Regions from separate parts of the Capsicum annuum genome. Here region 1 is linked to region 2. Evidence: chromatin contacts called from public Hi-C data. All regions are on one chromosome and are shown on one strand. The core of a region is the stretch at or near the end of the contact, and the rest is flanking DNA. Distances in the headings are between cores, read along the strand shown. Region 1 has its middle 14 kb from the start of LOC107871155. Region 2 has its middle 100 kb from the start of LOC107871155.

What was found. Hi-C and Micro-C count contacts between places; a contact is called where the count stands out from the background.
Region 1: a Hi-C map of leaf shows a contact between it and region 2, with 4 times the contacts expected there. The contact joins two enhancer-like sites. A contact is called at or near these places in 4 of 5 Hi-C or Micro-C datasets (bud, leaf and placenta).

What each region holds. Positions count from the first base shown.
Region 1 is chr5:208,998,990-209,006,572 of UCD10Xv1.1, reverse strand. No RefSeq gene overlaps it. Among protein-coding and RNA genes, the nearest start is that of LOC107871155, 14 kb to the left of the region's middle. Within about 2 kb of position 3,657, at least 3 of the 5 cell types and tissues checked have an H3K27ac peak or open chromatin away from gene starts, as enhancers often do. A contact at or near this core is called in leaf, where this site is marked.
Region 2 is chr5:208,912,226-208,919,866 of UCD10Xv1.1, reverse strand. No RefSeq gene overlaps it. Among protein-coding and RNA genes, the nearest start is that of LOC107871155, 100 kb to the left of the region's middle. Within about 2 kb of position 4,291, at least 3 of the 5 cell types and tissues checked have an H3K27ac peak or open chromatin away from gene starts, as enhancers often do. A contact at or near this core is called in leaf, where this site is marked.

The DNA of each region.
Region 1 (7,583 bases), core at 2,408-4,907, 87 kb before region 2:
AGTTGATACCAAACATAGAGGGAAAAAAAAAATTGAACGATTTTTCTTTTGCACGATAATTTTGTCTTTCATTGATTTAAAGAGAAGAAATATGTTGTGTTTATATGTGGAAACATTAATTCTAGCTCTCAAAGGATTAAGAAGAACACAAATTTTGCATCGTCGTTAGGGGTGTTCATGGTTTGGTTGAAAATCAAATCGACCAGTAATCCAACCAAACTGATTAAAAGATTCAAAATTTAGTTTAGTTTGATTTTAAATTTTAAAAAACGACAATATTTAATTTGGTAATGATTTTATAAAAAAGAAGCGAATACATAACCAAACCGAATCAATAAGTTATATAAATAAATTTTATAATTATTTGAGTTTGTGGTATTAATTTTTCATAAGTAATTATAAATATTTTATATCTTTTAATCATTCATTTGTTTTTAGTCTACTTCTTTCACATGTACTATAAGGCTTTTAAGTTTCATTTGTTTAAAGAATGAGTTTTTAGTCTACTTCTTTCACATGTACTATAAGGCTTTTAAGTTTCATTTGTTAAAAGAATGAGTTCTAAGTTTCATTTGTTAAAAGAATGTGTCCAAATCCAACTCTATTCTATAAGTTGTGTGGTATATTATCCATCTTTAATTTTCTTTGGTAAGACATCCATCTATTCTTTAATTTCTTGTCCCTTTGATTTTTGTAGGGCTAATAATTCTATTTAAAGTTGTATCTTAGTTTTGTAGATGTTTGACATGTGATATAAAGTAAACCACTATAGTTATGCGACTTAAGCATGTAACATTGGAATAGTATTAAAACATTCTAAAAGATTCATATATATTCATATTGCAATAATAAATAGAAATTTGTTGACTCTATCTTATTGTTCAATTGAAATAGTTAGCTCATGTTTCCATTATTTTATCATTATCAATTTATTATTAGCTAGTTAAAAATTGAAAAATCAAATCAAACCAAACCAAAATCGATAATAACCAAATCGATGATTTTTATTTTATTTGGTTTGGTTTGATTTTAAAATTTTAAAAATTAATTAAATTGATTTGATTTTGATTTTAATTAAAAATTGATCTAAATATATCGAACCATGAACACCCCTAATCATCGTTGCTTGCTCGACTTGGGATATAGAGGCATGCATTGCCTCGGTTTTTAATTACTGAATTCTACATTTTTATTAAAACGATCGTTTTGTTCTCTTGATTATAAAATAGATTTTGATTTACTGTTATATGGTTTTGAACACACATAATTACTAATATAAGGTTCAATAACTTTTTCTATCAAAACATATAAAGATACAGAACAAATGCCAACTATATATAAGACTAAATGTTGGAATATTCTGAAGAAAATACCTGTTGATATCATATGTTATTTATTCAGTTCATTCAGAAAGTAATTAATGGACTGTACAAGTTCATTAAGTCCTATATATGGAATTAATATTTAGTGGACACAACTCTTTAGGCCTGTTACCACTTTAGCTGAACTGGATGTTTTTATGTGTATATTGGACCACAAATCTTTAAAAAAATTGTGCAGGTAAAAATAATCAGTGCGTTGGGAGGAATTAAAATCTGTTGGCTACTTATATATATAAAATGAATAAAAGAAAATAATATTTTTAAATTTTTTATACATAAAAATGAAGATTTTGTTGTAAAAAGAAACATGAAACTAAAAGAAAAATTGTAAGTGGCATGTACATAAAAATATGATCTTTTGTAAAAAGAAACATAAAATTAAAAGAAAGATTGTAAGTGACCTAAAAAATCAGTTCTTCTCTACTGAGAGAAAGAACAACTCTTATTTTCTATGGACTTTTACTTAAATGCAAAATTAATCCACTTTAATGGAACAATCAAATTATCGAGTATATGATCTTGAATAAGAGGGTGTGGAGGACACGTATTAAGAAAGTTATTAGGTAGTGAAGTATTGTCTTGTTTTTCGAGGGTGTAGGCTAGTTGGTATTTGTCGTTACATTGTACTAATCGTATTTTTATAGTTCTTGCTTTTCATGGTGTTTATTGTGTTTCAATTATTGTATCATCTTTTTGTTGTTCTTATTCTTTTCTTGTAGGCTTTGTAGTACTGCTTACCTCGTTGATTATATATATTATGTTTCCTTCACTATTCTCTTCTTCTTTATACTTGAAATTGCTACGTTTGAGCTAAGAATATTTTCAAAAATAACCTCCGTACCTCTATGAGGTAGTGATAATAAGGTCTGTGTACATATCCTTCCCAAACTCTATTTGTGGAATTTCACGAAATATGTTGTTGTTAGTAATTTTTTTTCCAACAAGATATATACAATTATGGTAAAAACATACCGCTGACATGTAAAAAACTTATAATTCTGCATCTCTAGGTAAAAATCTTATATGCCTATAGCTAGAAAATCATTAGGAATAAAAAATTTTAAATTTAAAAATTTTCAAATATAAAAAAAAACGTCAATTTTTTGTAGGAGTATATATTAAATTCGATCTGATCCTTTATATAAAAAAAATTCCCCCAAAGCATGTGATCAACACATTGAAGGACCACATTTGTAACATCAATTGTGCATGTGCAGTCAGCAATTGGGTCATCTTGGCTTTAAAACTTTATTTCTCCCCTATTAAATGGTTGTTGAAATGGCACAAAATTAATTTTGATAACAACTTAGTGTTAGGAAATTCAAATCCATTGAACATTGACATTAATAAAGCATGCCCCTGATAATTGCGTTGTTGTGCCTGGATTGTAAAGACTCGAGAAGAGATGGGAAATATGTTCCAATTTCATTTGATTACATGATTGATCCATCACCTTATTATTTGAAAAAAAATAAATTCCCGGACTTTGTGTCTCTAAAATTAAAAAAAAAAAAAGATAGCCCAAATGTCCAATGACCTACTTTTTCAATGTGATAGGTTTAATTTGTTGTAGTTTGCCTTCAATTAACCATTTCAATAGTCTTTAATTTAGGGTTATAATAAAATCGTGATTTCAAATTAAAAAAAAAAAGAGGGCTTGATCAAAGAAGCCCTTTTGCTACCAGAGATGAATTTATTCTGATCTGATCTCGATCTATCCTTCAAAATACCTTCAACCAATCGTAGATATCAAGGGTGAGATATAAAAATCGACCTCCTTTTCTATCACAATCTTGTTCAAAAACTTATATTTGCAAATGAACATTTCAAAGTTACAACAACAATATATTCAACGTACGTAATTTCACAAGTAAGAATTGAAAAGAGCACAAGTACGTGAACGTTGCCCTACCTTTAGAGGGAAACTTTTCAAAGTTACGACTATAACAACATATTCAGTGTACATAATTTCATACGTAATAATTGAAGAGAGTACAATATTCGTGAACGTTACCCTACCTTTAGGGGGAATCTTTTCAAAGTCACAACCATAACAACATATTCAGTGTATGTAATTTCATAAGTAAGAACTGAAGAGAGTACAATATACGTGAACGTTACCCTACCTTTATGGGGAAACTTCTCTCAAAGTCACATGGACACAATTAGGAAGTTGTTCACCAAAGGACAATTAAATTAGTGCAAAAGGACACATTTAGTCCCACCACACCATCCTATTGTCAAGTTGAAAGTTAATAGCTTTAATCAATGTTGAGGTGAATATACATTGTTGGGCCATTGTATTTATGTCTGACCAAGAAATAGCTAATTAAAGACATTCTCACAAACACACTCAAATTTCTCTGAGGTTGTTGGCACAACAAGAGAAAAATCGTGGAGTTGTCAGTGCCAATAGCTTTGGTTTGTTCTCTTTTGTATATTATTATTGCAAATATACAAAGTAATTAACGATGTTGTGAGGTTAATTTTTGGACAAGACATAAAAACATGTCTGAATTTTCCTAAAATTATCACTTATACATTTAAATTATGTTGCGAGTTTATTCTCTATTAGTTTCTGCATGATTTCTCTATTACCGTATATATTTTTTTTATTGATTTCGATATGCTTTCTTGAGTTGTTCACCAAAATTAAATTATCGAAACTCCGATCACTGTGAAATTAAACTAGGTACTATGACCCTTTAGACTTAATTTTTCATATTTTTTACCTCCTTCAGTATTTGGTAATAAATAAACAAGTTAAAATTTGGTTCTTATCATATGGGGAGGGTTTATGTGGGTTAAAAGGTTATGCAAGACGAGGTGATTCTTAAATTTGTGGTCTAAGAAAAGACCCGCACTTGCACCACCCCATTGCCAACCCTATAATCTTATGTCCATTATTTCATTTTATGCACTTCGACATAAGGGTGTTAAGTGGGTTGGGCCGGGTCAACCCGGAACCGGCCTATGAATTTTATCCGGTTAATGGGCCGGTCCGGATTCGGGCTTAGTTAAACGGGCTGGTCAGGTTTCGGGCTCAACAGTAAATTTTTTTTAAACAACCCTGAACCGGCCCACTTAACCCAACCCGGTCAAAAGCAGTCAAAAACCAAAAAATTAAATAAAAAATTCTCCAATATACACTATATATACCCACCTATATACATTTTAAATACGTTAAACAATAGATATACACACTATATATATATATATATATATATATATATATATATATATATATACTACATTACTATTTTAAAAATATATACACATAATACATATACACAATTACACATGTAATATATACTACCATAGAAGATATATACACATATATACGTACCATTCAATATATACATACTATTTTAAATAAAATATACTACAATATATATACTACAATATATACACACACTATCTATATATAGTTATATACTAATTTATAAAACATATACACATGTATACGTTTAATATATACTACCATAGAAGATATATACATATATATACGTACCATTCAATATATACATAATATTTTAAATAAAATATACTACAATATATAGATATTACTTTGAATATATAGTTATATACTAATTTATAAAACATATATACATGGATACATTTAATATATACTACCATAGAAGATATATACATATATATACATATCATTCAATATATACATACTATTTTAAATAAAATATACTACAATATATACTACAATGTATACATACTACTTTATATATAGTTATATACTAATTTATAAAACATATACACATGTATACGTTTAATATATACTACCATAGAAGATATATCTATAATATATTAAAAATGGGAAGACCCTTAGAAAAGTCATTTGAACTTTTTGCTCTTCATTAAAAATTTCTACTTTAGACAAAATTGTCTTTTTACTTTTATTTTATATCTAACAATTTGAAATTAACTAAAATTATAAGGAAAAGAAATAATAATTCGAATAACAAGAAAGGCAAATCATGCAAATAAAAAGGAAAGAAAGAAGAAGTCAAACAAGGAGAAGGATAAAAGAATCACACATAAAAGGAATAAAAAGAAAACAAGAAAGGTAAACAATAAAAAAAATTTAGAGAATTTTCCTTATATAATCCATAAAATTATATTTTAAAAATTAAATATTAAAATATGTCATAAGATAAAAATATTTGGAGGTAATAATTAAAGAGTCCTAAAATATGTGGTAAAAAAATTAAACAAAAATTACCATAAAAGATACTATCTAAACTTGAAAATAAAAATAAAAAGTTGATTAAAAAATTCATGCGTTCAATATGTTCAATTTTATTTCATCTACAATTCTAAGTCCATGTATATCTATTACGTGCTTTTGTTGAACATATTTTATTTTTGGTTTTAGGTTCTTGATTGTTTGATTTAGAATGTTTTTTCTTTCAAAAATTATATTATAATGTTTGATTTATTTTGCATCTGTTTTATAGGTATCTTGAAGACAGATGATGATGATAATATCAACATGATTGATGAACACAATTTTAAAGGTAAATTGATTTTCAGATGTCTTTTTTTGTTCAATCAGTGTTGTGTATAAGAAATCCTTTTGTTGCGTTGAAGACATGAAGTTGAAGAATTACAAGCATTTGATTAAGGGTTAAGAGACCTCAATCATTTCACACCACCATTATTGATTTGAGACTTATGAATTTGTAAATATAATTCGAAGATGATTCCTATTGAGTTATCTAGGTAAGATACATCAACATAACATCTCTATATCTCATAAACTAAGGACCATTATAAGTATTACAGACTCCACTTGTGAAATTGAATTATATTTGTATTGTTGTGTTTTGTAATTTGATTTATTTTGATACTGAATTGTTTGTTATTTTATTTAAAATAGATGTAGAGTATTGGAGTTGAAGCTTCTTAGATCAGTCAAGAGTATGTAAGTTCGTGTTTCTTTGCTTTAAAGCTTTAAATTGATAAGTTAGGTTAACTTTGACAATTTTTTTGTAAACACCTGTTTTGAATAATTGAATAATCTTAGTGAGTTGAATTGATGATAAATTTTAGAGTAAAATCTTCATATAAGGAGATATGTTATAGTCGTTTAAATAATAATAATAATAATAATAATAATAATAATAAATTTTATTATTATGCATATAAGATGGTCATAATCTAAGTCAATTCCTTATAATTAAGAAAAAGTTGATTTCTCACCTTACATAGAGTTTTTTTTTTTTTTAAGTTGATTTCTTTCTCCAATAAATTTTTTTATTACTTTGGTCACTTTCCTCTGTGTAATACTTATAATATGTAATAGAAATAAACTTTTAAATTATTTGACACACGTGCAAAGCACGTATATTAAACTAGTACACATATATATGTACCATTCAATATATACATACTATTTTAAATAAAATATACTACAATATATATACTACAATATATACACACACACACACACACTATATATAGTTATATACTAATTTATAAAACATATACACATGTATACGTTCAATATATACTACCACAAAAGATATATACACATATATACGTACCATTCAATATATAAATACTATTTTAAATAAAATATACTACAATATATATACTACAATATATACACACACTATATATATATATAGTTATATACTAATTTATAAAATATATACACATGTATACGTTTAATATATACTACCATAGAAGATATATACACATATATACGTACCATTCAATATATACATACTATTTTAAATAAAATATACTACAATATATACACTACAATATATACACACACTATATATATATATATATAGTTATATACTAATTTATAAAACATATACACATGTATACGTTTAATATATACTACCATAGAAGATATATACACATATATACGTACCATTCAATATATACATGCTATTTTAAATAAAATATACTACAATATATATACTACAATATATACACACACTTTATATATAGTTATATACTAATTTATAAAACATATACACATGTATACGTTTAATATATACTACCATAGAAGATATATACACATATATACGTACCATTCAATATATATATACTATTTTAAATAAAATATACTACAATATATACATACTACTTTATATATAGTTATATACTAATTTATAAAACATATACACATGTATACGTTAAATATATACTACATTAGAAAATATATACACATAT
Region 2 (7,641 bases), core at 3,042-5,541:
TTAAGAAAAATAGGTGAAAAGACAATTTTGTGTATTTTAATGAAGGGCAAAAAGTTCAAATCACTTTTTAAGGGTCTTCACACTTTTAATATATTATAGATTATAGATTATAAATTATAGATTATAGATATAGATTATAGATTATGTAATATGTTTTTATAGTTAGGGATTTTAATAAGGTGAGAATGTATGTCAATTAACATGGAAGTGCTAAAAGTTGTCTGAATATTTTTATAATTTTCTGTGAGGAAATTCGGGTAATTCAGTCAAATAATCCACTTTATTAATTTTATTGATCAATTTTTAAATTTTTATATATTACAGTACTTATTATCTATCGAAGAAAATATCAAATACAATACATAAACAAGTTTGACCCTTATCGATATGAATTGTGGTGGGGTGCTTGGGATATCTCCATCTTTAATCAAAGGTTTGGGGTTGTTTGAGTATTTGATATGAAAATAAAAAAGATAAATAACATAAATTTCGACAGTTTGGAGCTTAATTACAAAAAATTTGACATTTACATAATTACTGAAATCCAATTTTGAATCTGTAAAGATACATAATTAGCTCCCGATTCATCCAACGAAGATATATTTTTTTCTTTATAAAAATAAATAATTACCCCGACACATTTTTTTGATTTTGGATCTGTCAAGATACATAATTAGCTCCCGATACATTCAACGAAGATACATAATTAATTTGAATTTTTGTAATTACTTTGTAAGGATGGGAATTTGTGTAAATATGGTAAGTTAATGTGTATGTTTATGTTATTTTTCCAAATAAAAATCATGCAATTGATAGTATCACCCCTAACAATTGGCTCTACATTAACGTGTGAAGTCTAATCTAATCAGGTTCCAATACGAACTCCGGATACCAAATAGGAAACAATTTTAAAAAAGTTGACCCTTTATAGATTATTTATACAATGGCCATGTCTGTATGAGCATTATGGAGTTTCATAATTAGTCCTCCATAGTCTTTGGTAAAGGAAATAATAAGTGTTTTGACATACAATTGAAAGTGGTTTTTATGAACTTATTAGTGTTGTCTACAAGGCGTGGGAAAGAGAGCAAGATTACCTGAATTAATAACAACATTTAGCTACTAAAGTTTGCTTTATACTACTTCCTCCGTTTTATTTTAACGGTTGTTTTAGCCTTTTTTTAATGTCTAATGATAATGTTGTACTCAGTATAATCTCATAAGTGTAGTCTGAAAAAATAAGATTTACATAGATCTTATGTCCTCACCCCTATCTTCTTGGGACCAAGAGTTTGTTTTTGATAGATTACCTTCGATTCAAGAAAATCATTTTTCAGAACAGCATGAAAGATATATTTTCATTAAGAAAAATAATAAATAGAAGATAAAGTTTACTAACTTACCCATGCAACAACTCCAATGTACTTTTCTTTTTTGGAATTCTTCTTTACCTTTCTGTAAAATGTACGTAGTGAAAACCATAAGTTAATTTTGCATGGATTTTTTTTTAAAAAAAAATCCTACGAATAACCCTTTAGAGTATATTTTGATTGTCTTAAGATGTGTGATCATCCTATAAAAAGAACGTTAGATAATTTGTAATATATATGAAGTGAAATTATTTCATAATGGAAGGTAAATCAATACAGGTATCGTACAACAGATGAAAAATCAAAATGAAAAAGAAAAAAGAATTAAAAGGCTTTAAATATAAAAAGTTTTGACATTTAAATGGACTTGTCTATTCACAAAATATTCACATTTCTAAGTACTCTATAAATTAAAGTTTTGTTTATTTAATGAAATAACTAAGAAAAATCTGAAGGTATAATTATAGGCTTTGTTAATCCTTGACAAAATTATTTATAGATTTTTTCAAATTGCATACGAACAATATCTTTATAAGGAAAAACTATTCTTTAATACCTCAAAATCATATCTTCTTTAATTATGTTTTTCTATTTCTCTAACAAAGCATAGTCTTCTTTTGGTCAAATGTGTTTATGTACAAACATGCATGAGCTAGGGAAATAATTGATTTGTCACTTAATCACTCTCTCACCGTTAATGTCCTCTTTCCCTTTAATTAAAATATTTTAATACTAACTTTTACTGAGTGATAATTTAATAATTCTTTACATTATAAGATCATTACAAGTAACTATTCATAATAAGTTAGAGGAATTTTCGCTCATATAAGTCCCGCAATATGGATGAAATATATATATCTGTTTGTTGTAGGAATCGAGCCAATAGCGTATTTATTAAATCAAGGAATGTTAGCGGTCTTTTTTGCTTCGCCTACTGCGAGAAAGAGAATCACTATCATTCTTCGCTTTGTTAGATTAATAAATAAAAAAATAAGTTAAGTAACATTCGAGCTATACCATTAAATCGCAACATATACATTAGACGATGATGACAAAAAGAACACATTCATTGAGATTTCATTCGCGAGATCTAAACAAGGAGCCGCAGATGTACACAATCTTACTATTACCGCATGAGGATAAAAATATTTTTTAGATAGACGACCATGACAATTAGAACATATTCAGTGAGATTACAGATGTACATAATCTTACTATTACCGCATAAGGATAAAAATACTTTTTAGATAGACGACCATGACAATTAGAACATATTCAATGAGATTACAGATGTACATAATCTTACTATTACCGCATGAGAATAGAAAAATTATTTCGAATAGACCCTAGAGATCAAGCAACATTATGTCATGAAATCCTTGACCAAATGTTGAATAGTATTAATTAGCAGCTTAATGAATTATCAGCCATATGGTCAGATCTATCAGTATCATCATTACATGTGTTTCTGACTCAATTATATGATAACATCATTACGATGCCTCTTTTCTTTAGTTTAAATTAACCCAATTCTTTATGATTTGCAATCATGTGATTAGTTACGTAAATAAAGAGAAAGGATTCATATTCCTTAAGAAATAAGCATAGTATATGGAAATTTCAAGGATTTGCAATTTAAGGAAATAAATAATATTTTTTATTTTCAACTTGGTGTCTGCTACCTGTTTTCAGTCTGAATAATTCAGAGAAGTACTTTGAAATGATAAAGCTTAAACTTGAAATTTCTGATTAAGGGCGAAGGGTGGTTATCATCCCACTACAATTATTAGTTACAAAATAAATATATTTTTTTTCGTTTCTCTCTCGGTGAACGCTGTTCACTTTCACTCCAACTAAATATCTGAATTCGCGTTGAGAAGTACTTTGAGGGTTAAAGAGTTTTCGACAAAAATAACTCAATTTTGATTGAAATTCGAACACAAGTCTGACTAATGAAGAAGAAATACTAATCATCCCGCAATAACTATAAGTGACAATATGAATAGTTTTTTTGGTTTCTCACTTGATATCCAATATCGATTTATAATTCGACTAATTTCGAGTTCATGCTGAAAAACACTTTAATTTGGAATTTAAAGAACTATCAACTGAAAAATGACTATTCTAATCAGAGCTCAATTCAAAACTATGATTATACACTAAGGACACTAACCATCCCGCCACAATCATTAGTGACAAAATAAATATTTTTTTTTAATTTCTCATTCAATGTGATATATTATTCATTTTTAATTCAACTAATATGAATTCACATCCTAACAAACATTTCGAGGGTTATAATACTTTCAACAAAACACTATTCTATTTTAATCAAGCTTCAATTTGAAATTTCTGATTGAAGATTAAATGGCGTGTACTAACCACCTCAGCCACCACAATCATTAGTGACAAAATAAATAATTGACTTGGAAGGGATGGTGACCCACTATTGTAAAACCTTGCTCCCATGTGGCTGTTTAGTCTGTTAAGGACTGGGGTCTACCGATTTAAAAAAGAATTACCTTTGAGGGGAGGCAAGAAAATTCTTCTCATGATTTGCCAAAAAATAAAAAATCTAAAAGACTATAAAATAAGTGAAAGTAGACTAATTTTTAGCATATAATTCAATGTTGCTAAAGCACTTATTTTTTTTTTCTTTATATATATTAACTCACTTTGGCCACTTTCTTATGTCTCCAACCCCAAATTTTTTCCACTCTCCCCTCTTTTCTCTTTCAAAATTTTTGAACTTTGAAGAACATATCAAGATTAGTTTTCTTGATTTTTAAAGCAACTTAAGGAGGCATCCAAAGGGATCGCATTGATCCGGTCTCTTTGTTGTTTGGACTCTTCAAAAATATCGATAGGTACATGTCAAACTCCTCGAAAATAAGGTATTTCGGAAAGATTCAATATGGATACAACAATGTCTTTTGTGAGAGTTTGAGCAACATAACTTTCTGTTTGTTATGTTGCTCGAACTCTGCAGAATGTATGTTGTCACAAATGTATCAGTCAAATCTGTTAAAAATACACTATTTCTTGAAGGATCCAACATGTAATCGACAGAATGTTTGAAGTATCTGAACAACATCATCTTTTACTTCAATAAACAAGAAAAAATTGAATTTGGATCATGCTATCCCTTTGGACTCCTCCTTTTGGAGCTACTAATAGCTTGGGGATCTGATGAATAGCAAAGAAACATCAATGCTGGTATCTTAAACCATTCATGTAAGTCCAATTAAAAGTACACATTAATCATTTATTTTATACTAAGTTACGCATATTTCGATTATATCATTGTTCAAATATCTGTTATTTTTAACCATCACAAACAGTAGTGAAGTCACAAGACATAAACGGAAGAATGGTCAGTTGAACACCTTTCGTTTAATAGTTATATTACCGTGATGTAGAAATTAAAAGTTGAACACCTTTCGTTTAATAGTTATATTACCGTGATGTAGAAATTAAATTATACTTCTTATATATTAAATCTTAAATTCTTAGGGAAATTCTTGATTTATCGCTACAAATACAAATATTGAGTTACTTTGTTCACCGTACAAATACATTTAACATTAAATCCATTTTTTTTAATCTTCATATGGAGATTTATCGACCCTCCTTTCATTTTCCTTTTATTAACTTTAAATTAGTGGTTTGAGGATGCTTTTTTAATTATTTTCTGCATAAACTTATCTACATTTACTGTGGTCCCAATTTACATAATTAAGAACAATTAATAATTACCCCTAAGGGACCAGAAATAAATTGCAACAAAAGTTGAATTTTATCTTCGTAAAAGTCAACAAAAAAAAGGTCATTGTTGATTGTGAGTGGTATAAAGATTCTATTATATACATGATTATTCATAACTTTAGAAAATATAGAATTAGTTACATTAGTTTGGTATAAAAGATCATGGGTTCGAGTGATGAAAATAAAAAAAATCTAATTGAAAACGTGCTCCTAGTTAGAAATAAATCTTGCAATATATAAATATAAAATTAATCGAAATTCAATATAAATATCAGACACCATATCTTGCTATAAACCTAAAGAAAAAAATTAAGTTGGAAACTTTTTATCATCATGACGTAACATCAACAGCTTAAGTTTACATCTAGATTGAAAATAGTACTTAGTAACTTTTACTACCAATTCAGAATAATAAATTTATAATTAATTTGGACTGTTTATTACGAAGGAAAATATTTTTCTTAAAAGTATAAAAATATTTTCATTCTGAATTATCTTAACTTTTTGCTCAATATCAGTCCGATTATTATTCTTATTAGTATTATCAATCTTTAATACTCAAAAGTTTCATTAAAAAAAATATCCTTATTCTCCATAAGAATACTTGCATTTTACACTTTTTTTCTTCTTTTCTAATAAACTATCCATTTTATCAAAATAAAGGTTTGAAGAGAAATGGTGTTTTATGAGGAGATTTAGTTCGATTTTAAATAGTATCAATCGATTCGATTTCGAACATTATAGCTAGCATATAATCTTTCTCAAAATTTTAAGCATATTAACAAACATATAATATCAGGCACACACTTCTATCACATAGCATGAAGCCATGAACCATTCATCTGTCTTTTTCAACATGCTCCTAACATATAAGCATTTGAAAGAACAATAATATGTAGAAATCATTGTTTACTTGTTATTCTTTTTTTTTTTTTGTAAATTACTGTCTTGATTAATCCCCTCGGAAATTAAACACTGTGGGATTGTTTTATATTGTGTTTGTTTGAATTTTTTTATTACGAGATTAGCAGTCATGTAATTAGTTATACTACATTTAAGGGTTGTTTGGTTGTTGGTTTGGAGATAGAATTATGCCATTGTTAAATTTTGCATAAATAATATCATATTTGGTAGGTGTTAGAAGGTAAGTATACATGTATAGAATTAATACGGTGTTTGATTGGTATATAGAAACTGCATAACTAAAATATGTAAGAGTTATGAGGGAATCTATATATTATTTTATGCAAGATAGAATGTAAAATAAGTAATACATGAATAATTAAATTGCAAAATTAATATCCGTATAAAATAAGACATAAATTCTTTTATAACTAATCCATATGTTACTGCTTACTAGTATCTGCATAGTGCTAACCAGCTACCAAACAACACCCCTTATGATATTAGTTTTATACCACTTTCAATATATGGTATGTCTACCTTTGCAAATAAATTTATATATTCTAAAAATATATGAATCAAATTAAAAAAAAAAAAACACTTGAAAGAAGCGTGTGTCTACTACCATCATCTTATCTTTTGCCATTTGTTTTCTACCCATTTTTACATTTGAAATTTTAAAGAGGGATGAGACCAAACATCCTTTTTATCATTTTTAAATTAATTTTCCTTTTGTGGTGGGAAAACTTTAATAAATAAACACAATTGAAACAAGAGTACAAGAAGGATGGTGGAGTAAGGGGTCCATTGTCAATGAGATGCAAGAATTTTGGACAATGGATTGTCTTCAAATGGGTAATATGTAGGCCCATTTGTCCCCTTCTTGGGCTACAAAAACATGGGCCATGGCTATAGAATGAGTCCAATGACACATAAAATTGCCAAAGAAGGACCTAGTAATGATTTTCTTTGGAAAATTTTGTAAAATAGTTCTATTAGCATTTGGTTTTTGCAAAAAAAAAAAAGAAGAAGAAGAGTTTTTTCTATATTTCAAAACGTAGCAACACTTTGATTTCAAAACGTAGCAAAATACATGTATTCACGCATATATAGTATTTCATCCTAACTGAAAATCATAACATTTACATACAATATCTGATTGTAACTATATGTATATGTGCGACCAACTGTATATGTAATTATGTATATATGGGTTTTTAAGGCAGAAAATAATGTATGATCAACTGTATGTGAGAACAACAGAGGCGGCTAAACCAGAATGATGGCCTAAAGCCAAACCATAAAAAGAGGCTTTAAACTTATTTCGTAATATATTAATAAATAATTTAAACGTATAAACAAAATACAATAAATAATTTAAGATGGAAAAAGTATAATATAAGATGGAATAATACGTGGGAGTAATTATTATTTTGGGGCCTTGAATGTGTTGAAGCCTAAAGCAATGAGGTGAATCTAAAAAATAGACCTAAATTGGAGTGACTTTCAAATTTTAGCCCCAAATAAAAAAAATAGCCTTTACCTATTAACTAATATTTTTTTAAACAAAATTGCCCCTGATCAATGAAGTAAATTATATAAA